2 separate regions of the Lactuca sativa genome follow, and region 1 is linked to region 2. Evidence: chromatin contacts called from public Hi-C data. All regions are on one chromosome and are shown on one strand. The core of a region is the stretch at or near the end of the contact, and the rest is flanking DNA. Distances in the headings are between cores, read along the strand shown.

The links. Hi-C and Micro-C count contacts between places; a contact is called where the count stands out from the background.
Region 1: a contact with region 2 is called in a Hi-C map of leaf, with 6 times the contacts expected there. The contact joins the promoter of LOC111915616 here to the promoter of LOC111915633 in region 2. A contact is called at or near these places in 3 of 4 Hi-C or Micro-C datasets (leaf and seed).

Annotation. Positions count from the first base shown.
Region 1 is chr5:56,033,581-56,040,673 of Lsat_Salinas_v11, forward strand. LOC111915616 (UDP-glycosyltransferase 89B2) reads right to left here and starts at 5,694. Exons shown (of 1, transcript XM_023911257.1): 1 at 4,327-5,694. The coding sequence starts at 5,694. The coding sequence ends at 4,327. LOC111915634 (serine protease SPPA, chloroplastic) reads left to right here. Exons shown (of 13, transcript XM_023911273.3): 5 at 94-264; 6 at 346-517; 7 at 587-753; 8 at 833-902; 9 at 1,003-1,157; 10 at 1,241-1,343; 11 at 1,445-1,532; 12 at 1,634-1,777; 13 at 1,915-2,300. The coding sequence ends at 2,142.
Region 2 is chr5:55,656,800-55,663,219 of Lsat_Salinas_v11, forward strand. It overlaps LOC111915633 (transcription factor BIM1), which reads right to left and starts at 4,447. Exons shown (of 9, transcript XM_023911271.3): 1 at 4,178-4,447; 2 at 3,520-3,802; 3 at 3,318-3,389; 4 at 2,422-2,869; 5 at 2,260-2,329; 6 at 2,099-2,182; 7 at 1,907-1,977; 8 at 1,701-1,809; 9 at 1,179-1,455. The coding sequence starts at 3,556. The coding sequence ends at 1,387.

The sequences.
Region 1 (7,093 bases), core at 4,444-6,943, 380 kb after region 2:
TTCCAGCTTTAAATTTAAAATTGTCCCCATTATTGGCTATCAAATCTTGTTATCAACTTCTGAGCCTAACTAACCAAAGTGGTGTGCATAAAGGTGTACTTGAGAAAGTAGGCATTGAACCACAAGTAGAGAGGATTGGTAAATATAAGAGTTTTGGTGATCGAATAACTCGTAAGAATATATCTGAAGAAAATCGTGAGGTGCTTACAACAATGCTTGATAATATCTACACGAATTGGGTCGATACAGTTTCTCAATCCAGAGGTGAAGTTAGTTTGTGGTTTCTCTTTTCTATAGTACTATTGACATATCAAAGAAATGAATTTGGATTTGTTTCTTTTACAGGAAAGAAAAAGGAAGATATTGAAAGTTTTATCAATGAAGGAGTTTACCAAGTAGAAAAGTTGAAAGAAGATGGATGGATAACAGATATAAAATACGAAGATGAGGTTACATCTATGCTGAAAAAGAAACTGGGCATTGTGGAGAAGAAAAAACTTCCACTTGTTGCTTACAAGTAATGATCTCTTATTTAAATTAGTTTTTTCATCTTATAATCTTAAAAGCACTTGTCAATTTGCTACAGGAAATACTCAAGAGTTAGAAAATGGAGCTTGGGATTGACAGGTGGCAAAGATCAAATTGCAGTAATCAGAGCTTCAGGTAGCATTAGTCGTGTAGGAGGGTCATTTTTTGAACCTAATTCAGGCATCATTGCTGAGAAATTCATTGAGAAGATTCGCAAAGTAAGAGGTATGTATGTATATATACACTTCATTTTATGTCATTTTAGATTCATGTGTATGAACTTGTCTTGTTTTTTTTTTTTCAGAGTCAAAAAGGTATAAGGCAGTTATTATCCGAATTGATAGTCCTGGTGGTGGGGCTGTTGCTTCTGACTTGTAAGTGCTTCTCTAATTTGACTTGAAAAATATAAGTGTTTTAATTAACCTTTATATATATAAGCACTCATTTAAATTTTTTTATTTTTATTTTATTCAGGATGTGGAGGGAAATCAGATTATTGGCTGAATCTAAGCCTGTAGTTGCATCAATGGTTGATATTGCAGCTAGTGGAGGATACTATATGGCAATGGCTGCACAAACTATAGTCTCAGAGAATCTTACTTTGACCGGGTCAATTGGTGTTGTCAAACGTAGATTACACTATCCTACAATATTTTGCTTACATTATTATAAGTTGTATGTTTAATCATGCACTTTATTTATTTATTTTTAGTTAAACTTAATTTTGGGAAACTACATGAACGGATTGGTTTCAACACTGAAATCATATCAAAGGGACGATTTGCTGAGTTGTATGTTGCTGACAGGCCTTTCAGGTAAGAGGATCCATGTTCTTATTGTTGGTTTCATTTTCATATAATCATCTTAATTATTAATTATATCTTATGATTCTAACCTCTCACAATCATGTGTGTAGACCTGATGAAGAGAAACTTTTTTCTGAATCTGCCCAAAATACTTATAAACGGTTTCGTGACAAGGCAGCAGCTTCAAGATCCATGAGTGTATGGAATGGATATATTTAAGAACTAATTTTTAAGGAACTCATTCATTGGTTACATAATTTAACAAGTAATTGATGAATATATAAATATGCTGTTTACAGGTGGAAAAGATGGAGGAGATTGCTCAAGGGAGATTATGGACCGGTGATGATGCTGCTTCAAAGGGTTTAGTTGATGCAATTGGAGGCTTCTCACGTGCTGTGGCTATAGCCAAACACAAGGCCAAAATACCTCAACACAAAAAGGTTGCTTCCTTTTTGCTCTCTGTTTCCTTTGAGTGGCTGATAAAAGAAACTAAACTATTTTGTATTTTGTATTTTTTTTTTTTTTTTTTTGTGATAATATTGTAGTAAATGTAATGCATATTGGTGACTGTGTCCAGGTTAGATTGGTTGAGGTGTCGAAACAATCACTTTCTTTACCACAAATCCTATTTCGCATGATGACATCAGCAATGGGATTAAATCATCTGAAGGATGGATTGATATCAAGTGATGAGGTGCAAGCGCGTATGGATGATGGGATCATGTTTCAGGGATCAGAAGGATCTTCGCTTGCAGTTGCAGACCCTATTTTCAATTTGCTGAAAGACTACCTGAATTTTGTTTGATCTCGGGAGCTTATGTACATTTATTTATGAAGCAAATTTCATTTGGTTTGGTTTTGTTTTGTTTGTTGTTTGTTGAAGGGTGTTTCATACATTTATCTATCTGTGTAAAAGGTAAAATATTTGATTAAATATACATAGTTGAATAATTGTTTTGATAACGATACATATATCTAAACGTTTTTCAAAGAGAAAAACGCGACTATCGCAGCAATCATTTCTTGAGATCATTCATTTTGGAGGAAAAGTTTCCTATAATGGTGACAACGGAAAATCTATTACTCGATTATTAGAAGTTCACAACAAAAATAATGGTTTTGTTGGCTGTATATTGTATCGAAATGACTTTATAAAATGTAACATAAATTTTTCTGTCTGTAAAAATGAAATATATCACAATACGACTTCTATAAAAATCAAAATACGAACAAAAATAATGTTAATATAAGGATTTTCTACCTCATTCAACTATTTTCCTTAAATGCTTTGATATAAGATTATCTTAAGGACAAATGACATGTAAATAATTTTAATATTTAAAAGTCTATATCATGAATTTTGTAGTAAAAAAAAAAACAAAAACCCAATTATTAACGATAATTCTAAATATGAGTGTTAAATTTGAAATTATGTGAAGGGATGAAGATATAATTTATTTATTTATGTAAAATTATTTAACCCTCCTCGCTTTCAAACGCTTTCAAAAAACCCTGTTTTCCATAGTGAAAAATCATCATCAAAAGCTCGATTTCTCTGATACATTCTTAACATTGAAGATTGGAACTCCCAGTTGTGATTATCGATTGGTCTAGATCTCTTACGTCATATCATTCTCCATTTGGTATAGAAATCGCAAGAGGTAAAACCCTAATCCTACGAAGCTATGCACACAGTTACACATATAGCTGCTCTTATTAGATCCCAAGAAGCTTGGTGAACATACCCAAATCCCTCATGGATGTTCCTTCTTTCGCTGCCTTGATAGCTGCTTGGCTTAACTCCTTAATTTTAACTCGTTCCAGCGTTTAGATTGTCCACATTTATGAAAGAGGTATTAATTAGTATGATTATTATGGAGGAAAAAAGAATATGCGTGGAAGCCAATTTATATTATTTAACATGAACTGACTTCATTGATTACGTTGTTTTGGTTAAAGGTTATGGTTTAGGATAAAATGGATTGATATTCCAACTCGTTGGAGCTCAAATGGTTCACATGTATCCACCGTAAATGCAGAAGAGGGTGGTTGTTGCTACGCTTATTAATGTTGTTTTTTCATCGTTTTCTTTTTTGCCTATCCTAAAGATCATCGGAAAATATATTTAGATCTCGGATTACCTTTTATCATTTGTAAGTATTGATTCACTAAACATATTATATTTTTACATGGATTTCAATGAGGATGAGGAAATAAGAATAAGCAAAGGCAATGGCTCCAGATGCTTGAAGGCTTTGCCACATTATACGAGTGAGACTTCCTTTGACTTTGCCATTTTTCTGTTGACCGAAAGAGAATAAACTATATGTTAATTTCAAGGCCAAGACCAATGGTGGAATAAATGAACAACATGACGACAACCACCACTGAAAGCCATGAAACAAAATAGTAATTTAAGAAAACCCAAAAGGTAGTTATCTATTTTAATCTTCAAAAACTGAAACAAAATAGTTTTTAGAGGTCATCACATCATGATAATGGAGGCTGCTGTAATGTGTTTGGAGCAGTGCCAAATCAGCTTCCCTTACACATCATCCTGCCACGTAGGCTAGCTAACGGCAAAATTGTTAAAAGTACTAACTGAACAAAAAAATTGTTCAATGACCAAATCTAGCCAAAGACATAACTTTATTGTGCTAGTGACATTTTCCTTTCTATTAACTAAATAACAAGTTCACAAATATGTTGATATGTTTGATAGTATGTATGAACCGGTAGAATCCCTACATGTGGCGGTTCAACCTTAAACAACCTAACATATGATACAACTATTTGAGTTTTTAATACTTTATAAAAACTATCACGTGTAGAACTAATAATCTAAATTATACTATTATTAACTCTTTAATCTATAATAAAATTATGTGTATAAGGGGTGTGCAGCGCATATATAAAATTATGATTAATAATCATATATCTTTTTATTAAATTACTTCTCAGTCATGCTTGCCGCTTAAATTACGAGAATTTAGAGCTCACATATAAGCTTAATAAGCTTAACGAACATATCCAGATCCCTTATTGATGTTCCTCCTTTGACTGCCTTGCTAGCTGCTTGACTTAGCTCCTTCACTTTTACTCGCTCCAATATCTCCCCACTTAACGACTCATCCAACAACCGAGCCAACTCAATCGAGTCTGGCACATTATCAGGTCGACCCTCACAAGCTCGTTTCCCAACACCCAACTCGTCAACCAATAGCTTCTCATCTGCATATTGGTCAGCACCCATTGGCCACGTCAGCAGCGTCACACCCGCTGAAACTCCTTCCAACGTGGAATTCCACCCACAATGAGTCACAAATGACGCTACAGCCCGATGTCCTAATATCGCCAACTGTGGGGCCCATCCTTCGACTATGAACCCTCGATCACCCACTCGTTGTTTAAACGCTGAATCACTTCCTTTTGCACACAAAATAAAATTAACATTGCTAAGCTCAAGTGCACCCGTTAATGCACTCATTTGCTTCTCGTTTAATGTGGTTCGGCTTCCGAAACATATATACACAACAGACTCATCTGTTTTGTTGTCTAACCACGTGAGTAGCTCATGAGGTGGCGCCACACTTGGCCCACCACGAGCGGTACCATCTCTAGGAAGTAACGGGCCAACGGCCCAAACCCGATCATGACCCATTTGTTTCTTCATGTGGTCCATGTAGGTTTTTTCTAAGTCTTCAAATGTGTTGTACACAACCCCCCAACTAGTCATATTAGCCAACATTCCTTTTCTAAATGACTCGTAATCAGGATCTCCTTTTATAAAGTTACGTGAGACCGGTGGCAACTGCCACATTTGAAACTCCGGCGAGCTAGGGATTTCCGGGAAAGAAATCAAGGAGCTAGCATCTTTATCGACACCATTGTTGGCGTTATTCTTATTCTCACCCACATCACGCCACATCGATTGAATAATGGAAGAAGCAAAAGCACCTGAAGGGTTGAACACCACGCGCTGGATGCCAAGGTGGGAAGCGAGTTCATTAGTCCACCCGAGAAAGAAGTCAGAGATGATGGCCACCGGCGGCGAAGGGTGGGATCTGAACCATTTAACGATGGGATCAAACTGTTTTTGAGTGGAAACTATTTTGCCGATAAGGGGGTGAGGAGATGATGGGTTGATTTCAGGATCAGGGGAGAGAAGCTTGTGCAGAGAAGAGGGGTGGGAGGAGAGGAGAGGGTCGAGTAGTGGGAGGTTGACGGGGGAGATGACGACGGTGATGGTTAGGCCACGGCGGAGGAGGATATCGGTGAGGTCGAGTAAGGGAATGATATGGCCGGAGCCAGTGAACGGGTAGACTAGTAAATGTTTTGTGTTGGTTGAGTGAGTCATGTTTAAAAGTATGATGATCTGTCAAAAGAATAGAGAGAGTTGGATATTTATAACTTAAAAAACGTTATGGAATTAATGCTTGAAACCGTGTGCTGTTTGCTCACCTTTTGGATAGATTGGTATTTGGTAGAACGTGGGATCTTGGTTAATTAAGATGTTTTGTCGTGGTTCGTTTGAATACTTAAAATTACTAAATATGTCCATTTGTTAATTAATTATTTAGAAGCTAATTACATTGGTATGAACGATGAAGTGACGTCAGTGCTCACGTTTGTTCTTTATAAAATGTAAATTATACCCATTGTTCCTCGTGTAAATGTTAGAAAACGTGTTTAATCGATATTTTCAAAAATTAATTCCGATGTTTCTCGTTTGCATAAAACTTGTACTTTTTGTGTCTGTCATACATTTTTGTTGCGCATCTAGTCCATGATAGATATAAAATGACCATAATATTTTTTGTCTATTTCTTTTCCAATTAATTTAACGTTATTTTTTTTTAATAAAAAAAGAAATATGGTCACACCTTTTTAAAACTCTTAATTTAATCTCTCTCTCTCTCTCTCTCTCTCTCTCTCTCTCTCTCTCTCTATACCATCATCGGGAATATTCACCACCACCGCTGTATATATGAACCACCACCAAAACCTCTATCTCCGGTGTGCCGCCATCACCTACCACCATCTCACATCTTTGTCTAAAACCCTAAAAAACCACCTGAATCTCTGTCTCCACCACCATCAAAAGCTTCATTGTTCACAAACGCCGCACCTTCTTTGGAATTGTCACGTTGTCGTGATTGCCGCCTCGTCGAAGAACGTGACCTCTTCATTAGATCTACACCATTTCGTCTCCGTCGGCGTCGCCTTCATCTTTGTGATTGTTTCTTTTCTTGAAACCCTTCTTTGTCTCATATCTACACCATCTCAAATCTACACATTCGTTGTCACTATCTGTTCGCTTGAAAACCTGTTCGTTGAAGCTTGCAGATCTTGAAGTGGTTGTTCGGTGGACTGTCAGATCTGGAGAAGAAGGTGGTAGTTCGTTAAAGATCACAGATCTGGAGGATGATGTGTACCATTTTTCCTCAGAGGTAAGTTGCTTCGAACCTTTATCGTCTCAGGGTTGGAACATCACCGCCTTCACTGTATCTGGGTTCCGATCTGAGGTTTCATTAACACCACGCCTAGGGTTTTAAATGCCACCTAGGGTTTCAAGTTTGGTTTGGTTTGGTTAAGTGGTAGTAGATGGTTGTTTCTAGTTGTCGTCGACTAGCGGTTGTTTATGAGGTGTTAGCGGTGATAGGTGGAGGCACCGTAGGTGGCTGGTGGCTAGAGGTGAATGGTGGTAGGAAGTGGGAGAGAAATAGGAGTGACATATGGTGGTTTCTGGTGGTGAG
Region 2 (6,420 bases), core at 3,197-5,696:
TATTTAACCGATTTTGTCAGTTTTTTCTGGTACTTACGAAAATTCATATACTCATTCTCTGTTCTTTTCTCTTCTGAGTCTTATCCAATCAAAGATTAGGGAGTACCACCCAATACTTTGATTTGATAGTGAAATCACAATTCTTAGAATTTCCAAGGCTATTTTATCCCTATTATCTTACATTAAATCCTAATTAAATTGGTTTAATACTAATTTTTAAGTCGGGAAAGGTAATATAAGGACATATATGTAGTTTATAATTTTATAAGGATATAAAAGTAATATTTAAAATTTATAAAAATATGAATGAAATTTCCAATTTTTATATATCAAGCTATAATTTTGCATTTTCTCCCTAGCAAATTGCTTCCGTGGGGGGTGGAATCTTCACTTTGTCATAATTTTTCTTGTGGAAGGTGTTTGTTGAAGTCAAAGAATGAGGTTTTGAATGAATCTATTTCATTTTCTGTTATAGAGTAACTTATAACTTTTTTTTTTTTGTTTTTTTTTGTTTTTTGTATTCGGATCATCCCTGTGGTTGGATTTTATTATGTTTTTCGTCCCTATGGTTTGGTCAAAATTACACGTTTGGTCCGTAACTTTATGTATGTAAGAGATGAAAAACGCAATAAAATCAAACCACAGGGACGATCCGAGTGTAAAAAAAAGTTAGGGACCAAACATGTAATTTTGACCAAACCATAGGAACCATTTCAGTAATTTACTCTCATTTTTATGTTTATGGATTATCAAGAAGTCGGACCCAAAATAACGTACATGCTTGTTAATCGATTTGAGTCCAAGCCTAACGTGGACTCGTGGAGCCTATTAGGCTCCGATCATTGGCCCAATTAGGTTCGACTGGTTATACACTTTTGAAACCCAACACGTTAAATATCTCATTTTATAGGGGTTCCTTTGTTATCAAATTTTTTGTATTTTAAATTATTAATCTTAATTAAATTTTATTTTTCATAAAAATGGCTTTTCCTTGTAATTGGTTATGAAGGCTCGATTATAACGGTTAAGGATTTCGAAGACTAGGTTCGGTTAATGCAACCTATTCAAAACTAAGCAACATTAAAAGTACAAATTCTTTTAACGCAAATTTTATTTCTATAAAGTTATTAGAGTTTTATGAATATAAACGTTAAAACCATCCAAATTCTGGACCCTACTTCCACTAAAAATTATAAGTCTATTATTTTCTTCATCTCCCAATCATCTTAATAATACAGTTCTATCAAGACAAAATTTAAAAAAAGGAAAGAAAAAGCACATGTACAATATACTTTGAAGACAAAATAATGCATAAATGATCGTCAATATGTTAAAAAAGGACCCCTTAACAAATGATCAAAATAATTGAATTTGTTATACCAACTTTTACTGTCTCCTCCTCTTCAACCTCTTCAACCCTTCACCACTCTCCTCAATGGAAGGGCTCTCATTCTCCTTTTGTTATCATGAAACATAAATATTTTCATTAAGTCCTACCACGTTATATATATATATATATATATATATATATATATATATATATATATATATATATATATATATATATATATATATATATATATATATATATATATATATATATATATATATATATATATATATTTAATTTTTCCATTTGTATAATCAATTATTTATAGAAAAAATTAATTTATCCAGACAACACATAACCTAAACAGTACCTTCAGATTGGTGCTTGATCTCTTTCCAAGATCAAGCTCCACAGAGATGTTGGCCTTTGACAAATCTACACCCGAACTCTTTAACGCTTGTGTTAGAGCACTAGATATTCTGTTTTTTTTTTTTTTTTTTAAATTAAATTCAAAACTTATTTTCACTCCATAAAAAAATATCATAATAAATGAGAAAAAATGGTAAAGATTCTCACCCTTGAGAGTACATGGTTGAAACGCTTATTATGCCGTTTGGAAGTTGTGGTTCATCAGTTGGTATGTTGTTCTTTTAGAAAAAAAAAACAAATAAATTGAAAAATGTTAAATACAAGAAATCCCAATATACTTTTTATTGATTTGTTTGATCCTATTTTTATATCTTAGAAAATGTGGAAGTATGAATTTACCAATGGAGGTTTGTTGTTCCTTCCTTGGTATGAATCCTCATACTTGTTCACCTTCTCTTGTAGAAACTGAATGTATTCAATAACCTACAAATATATCACGTATTCAATAAAATTGACCATTTTACCCTTACATTTCAAAACCCCCCCTGCCTTTACTATACCTCTAACAAAAATGACGCCTTATCTCTCTTTTGATCAGCATGAGGGATGATTCCTCTCAACATCGAAAATCTGCACAAGTTTTACAAAACTCTATAAATCAATCTCACCAAAAAAAAAAAAAAAAAAATCCTGAAGTGAAAATTAGGGTTAGAGAAACATGCCTGTCATTGATTTTACTCCTTCTACGCTGTTCTGTAGCAGAGTGCTTTGAGCGTGGGCTGTTGGGCTTTTCACCAGTGTTAACAGCTTTAGAATGTGACGTCATCCAAGGCATTCCAATCTTTCCCGATTTACCCTTGTTTACATTAGATTCTTCCCAAAACGTGAAACCACTCCCTGTGTAAGAACTGCAGTTTGAGTTTTCATCATTGTTATTATTGATACTACTTGATTGACATTGTGCACCCGATATCTCAACCCCTTCAGCCTTTGGAACTACCTTTTGGCTTTGAATTTGATTCATATTCATGTATGAGTAAGATGACGATGATATTTGACTAATGCTGTATGTCGCTATTCCCCCAGGAAGAATATGGTCAAACTTATTTCCTTCTTTCTCAACTTGTTGATCCAATGGTTGAAAGAAGTCGTGAGTCTTAAGGAAACCACCTGAATAAAAATTAAGATCAAATAATTTAATAGTTTTGACAAGAAATCCCAATCGATATCAGCGACATTATAAATTTGTGTCAGTGAGGCTAAAATCCAAATGATCAATGGCCTACCAGAACCTTGTGACTGTGTCTATGTCCCCGGACCCAGTATCGGGTTCACGGGTACCACCTAATTCGTGGGTTTGTTTGGATAATCAGATTTCATGTCATTCGATTAAATGTTATCTTGATAATTGATTCGCACGCAAATCAAAAAGTGTATGCACATCAATCAAGTCACAGAAATATGAAATTTTGGTTGTGTGATCGTGTCGATGAGGTAAAACATATCAATCGCATTTCAATTGATATGATGTTTCACTCACATCCATATGTAATTGACTCATCTTTATGATGATGATGATTGATTAAAGTAATTGGAATGGAAGAGGGTGCAAATATACCGGGAATGCTGGGGGTAGGATCTTGCTGGGGAGGTGAATAAAGTGAAAGAAAGTCATGCGTGGGCTTAGCACCTGCAAAATCAACGTTACACAAAGCTGGTGTTAATTTTTCTCAATACAAACACACGCGCCGCTCCACGCGCAACCACAGAAAACCACTTGAGCTGTACGTTTGTGTATGAGAGATGTTATATGATGGTACCTTGGGCTCCACAGGGTCGGGGTTGAGAAAACTCCATCTCCGCGTCTCAAGGAAGATTAATTTGGAGATTTTGCTTCTCAGATTCCGATCGATTTAGTCGTGGCAATTTTATATAACTGACATCCCGTTCTTCGCTTAGATCGCGGGAAACCAGAGTCAGACTTTACGGATTCAAATTAGCTGGCCAGATCCAGTAGAAGCAGCGCAGTTAGATGAAGCCACTGTGTTTGCGACTTCTCCTCTTGAAACTCAGAAGTGTATTCACGCTATTGTGTACGCAATTCTGTTAGATGCAATGAATTCCACCACTTTATCAAAACTCAAAAACGAAAAAGTAAAATCTCCGAGAAAATCTCTTAGATTTCTCCTAGTACATTCAAATTCTTTCAGCTCTTTAGTCTAGCGAAATTCATAAACAACAGGATTGCTGGAATCTGTTGATGAATTAAGCTGACGTACTGTTAACACTAAACAATTCAAATGAAAGCAGAATACTAGACAACTAGTCTAAAATAGTCGAGTAACTAATCAAACCAGGATCATATACAGAGTGATGAAAAAGCAAAACTTACCGTGAAAATGGACAAAACGAAGAATCAAATACAGAAGTACAGATCGAAAGAGATGAAAACTACCAAAAGGATCAACAGATGCATACCTTTGATCTGAATGTCAAATATTTCCGCGGAATTCAGCTTCTACAAGAAATTCAACAACAGGACTTCAATTCTCAGGTGAAGTGGATTGTAATATTTGAATCTGTTGCTGTTTTGAGTTGTCTTCGTGTTAATATAGTTAAGAATTGTGACGAAGATCAAGCAAAGAACCTGTGATGAAAGATAGGGCCCTCCCTCCCTCCCCCCCTCTCTCTCTCTCTCTCTCTCTCTCTCTATTTATCTCTCTCTGCGGTTTTGATGAAGAGAATGAGGAGATGTTCTCATACGGTCTCCGTTTCGTCTTTTATAACATGAAGACGGAGTCATAACCCCGTTTTCTGTACCTACGTCAACTCGTTCTTTTATATGTCAACTGGGTATTCGCAACGACATTTTATTCATACTGTGAAATTTGCTACTTTTTAATATAATTATTGATGGCTTAGAGGTGTATGATTTTAATTATGAATGTTGGGCAACATGAAAGCAAGGAAGATGAGTTATAATTTTCATTATAGCTAAGAAAATAAAAGTATGTTGTCTAAACCAGAATATGACCAAGCAAGGAAGATGAGTTATAATTTGCTACTTTTAGCTATGTATCCCATGATAATATAGTTCATAAAAGCATGGACATATGTATCGGAAATATTAAAAGTTTACCCGAGAGGACAAGTCACTTAAATATAACATAATACAAGTGAGAAATGGATTAAAGATAAGTGAGAAATAGATTAAAGATGAGATGTAGCATGATGTGTGTTTTTATATATTTTTTAATTACTTAAGTTCTAAATTTATAAAATAGATTTTATCTTAACCAGACTAATAAATACACTAGACAGTGTACCTAATCGTGCAATAATATAGTTGTGGTAGAACCAGGTGTTGAGCGCAAGGGAACGATGGTGAATTAATTTCGAATTCTTGATTATAGGTTACACAAATCACACAAAAGCAATCAATAAGGGTTTTATTAAATTAAATCTCAAATATCCTATTAAACTGCAAATCTCCATAAACTGACCGAAGACAAATCTCTTTAAGTACTTTGATTTAGATAAATTACATCTCAATGGATATTTATTCATTATTCATCGATTCCTAATATGACTAGCATCATTGTCATGGCTACTAATCATTTGATACAATGGATATTTATTCATTATTCATCGATTCCTAATATGACTAGCGATACAATGGATATTTATTCATTATTCATCGATTCCTAATATGACTAGCATCATTGTCATGACTACTAATCATTTGATTTCAACACAACTATTAATTCATTGATCAAGCGAACAAACAATCATGCAAATCAATATTTAGTTTGTATTAAGCAAGATTTGATCTTATTTAACCCTAATGGTCATAGGAGTTAAATCATGCATAGAATGGTCATCTACTCATGCACACACATTAAAGTTTATCACTTTATTTCCTAACCCTAGGTTTTAGTCCAGCTCTAGTCATAATCATCAATGGTCATTGACAACTATGATTCAAATTAACACAGTCAAAATGCTCATCTCAAGTCTATTAATTCAGCAATAAGGAATAAAGTAACAATCTTTAATACATATTGATCTTTCAATCAAACTTGACAAATAAATTAAATAAAAATAAACAATCCAAATAGCAATTAAACCATAAACTCAAAGATTCATTCAATCATAAACACAAAGTAAAACATTTTAACACCCAAATCAGAAAGTAGCACATAATGGAATCATAGTGGAATGCTAGTCTTGGTAAGAACAACAAACTACATGATCTTTGGCATGAATCCGCTCCCCAATCCTTCAGATCTTCGCTCTTGTCAGCTTAACGGCTTCTGGCCGCCTTCTAGACTCTCAAATCGGCAGAAGGAAGGTTACTTATCAACCAAGGATCAATAAAAATCGAGTTGTCCCCTTAATTTGGCCGAAAATCGCAACTTATAGGTTTTGGAATCGACTTACGCAAGGTAGGCGTAAGTCATTTTATGCGGAGAGTACTAAGAAAATAACCGCGATTTGGATCCGGACACCTAGCCTAGTACGCTAGGTGTACGACTCACTACGCTAGGCGTACTCGACAATTTCAGAGTATGTTGGGCGTACAACCATTACGCTGGGCTTAATGGGCCTCTTCAGCATCTTTTCCGCTTTTTGAAATCCAACTCTAATTCCAGTCTTCTTGCTTCCTTTCCACTCTAGTAACAATTATACCTGTAAAATATAAATTTAAGCATTATAAATAC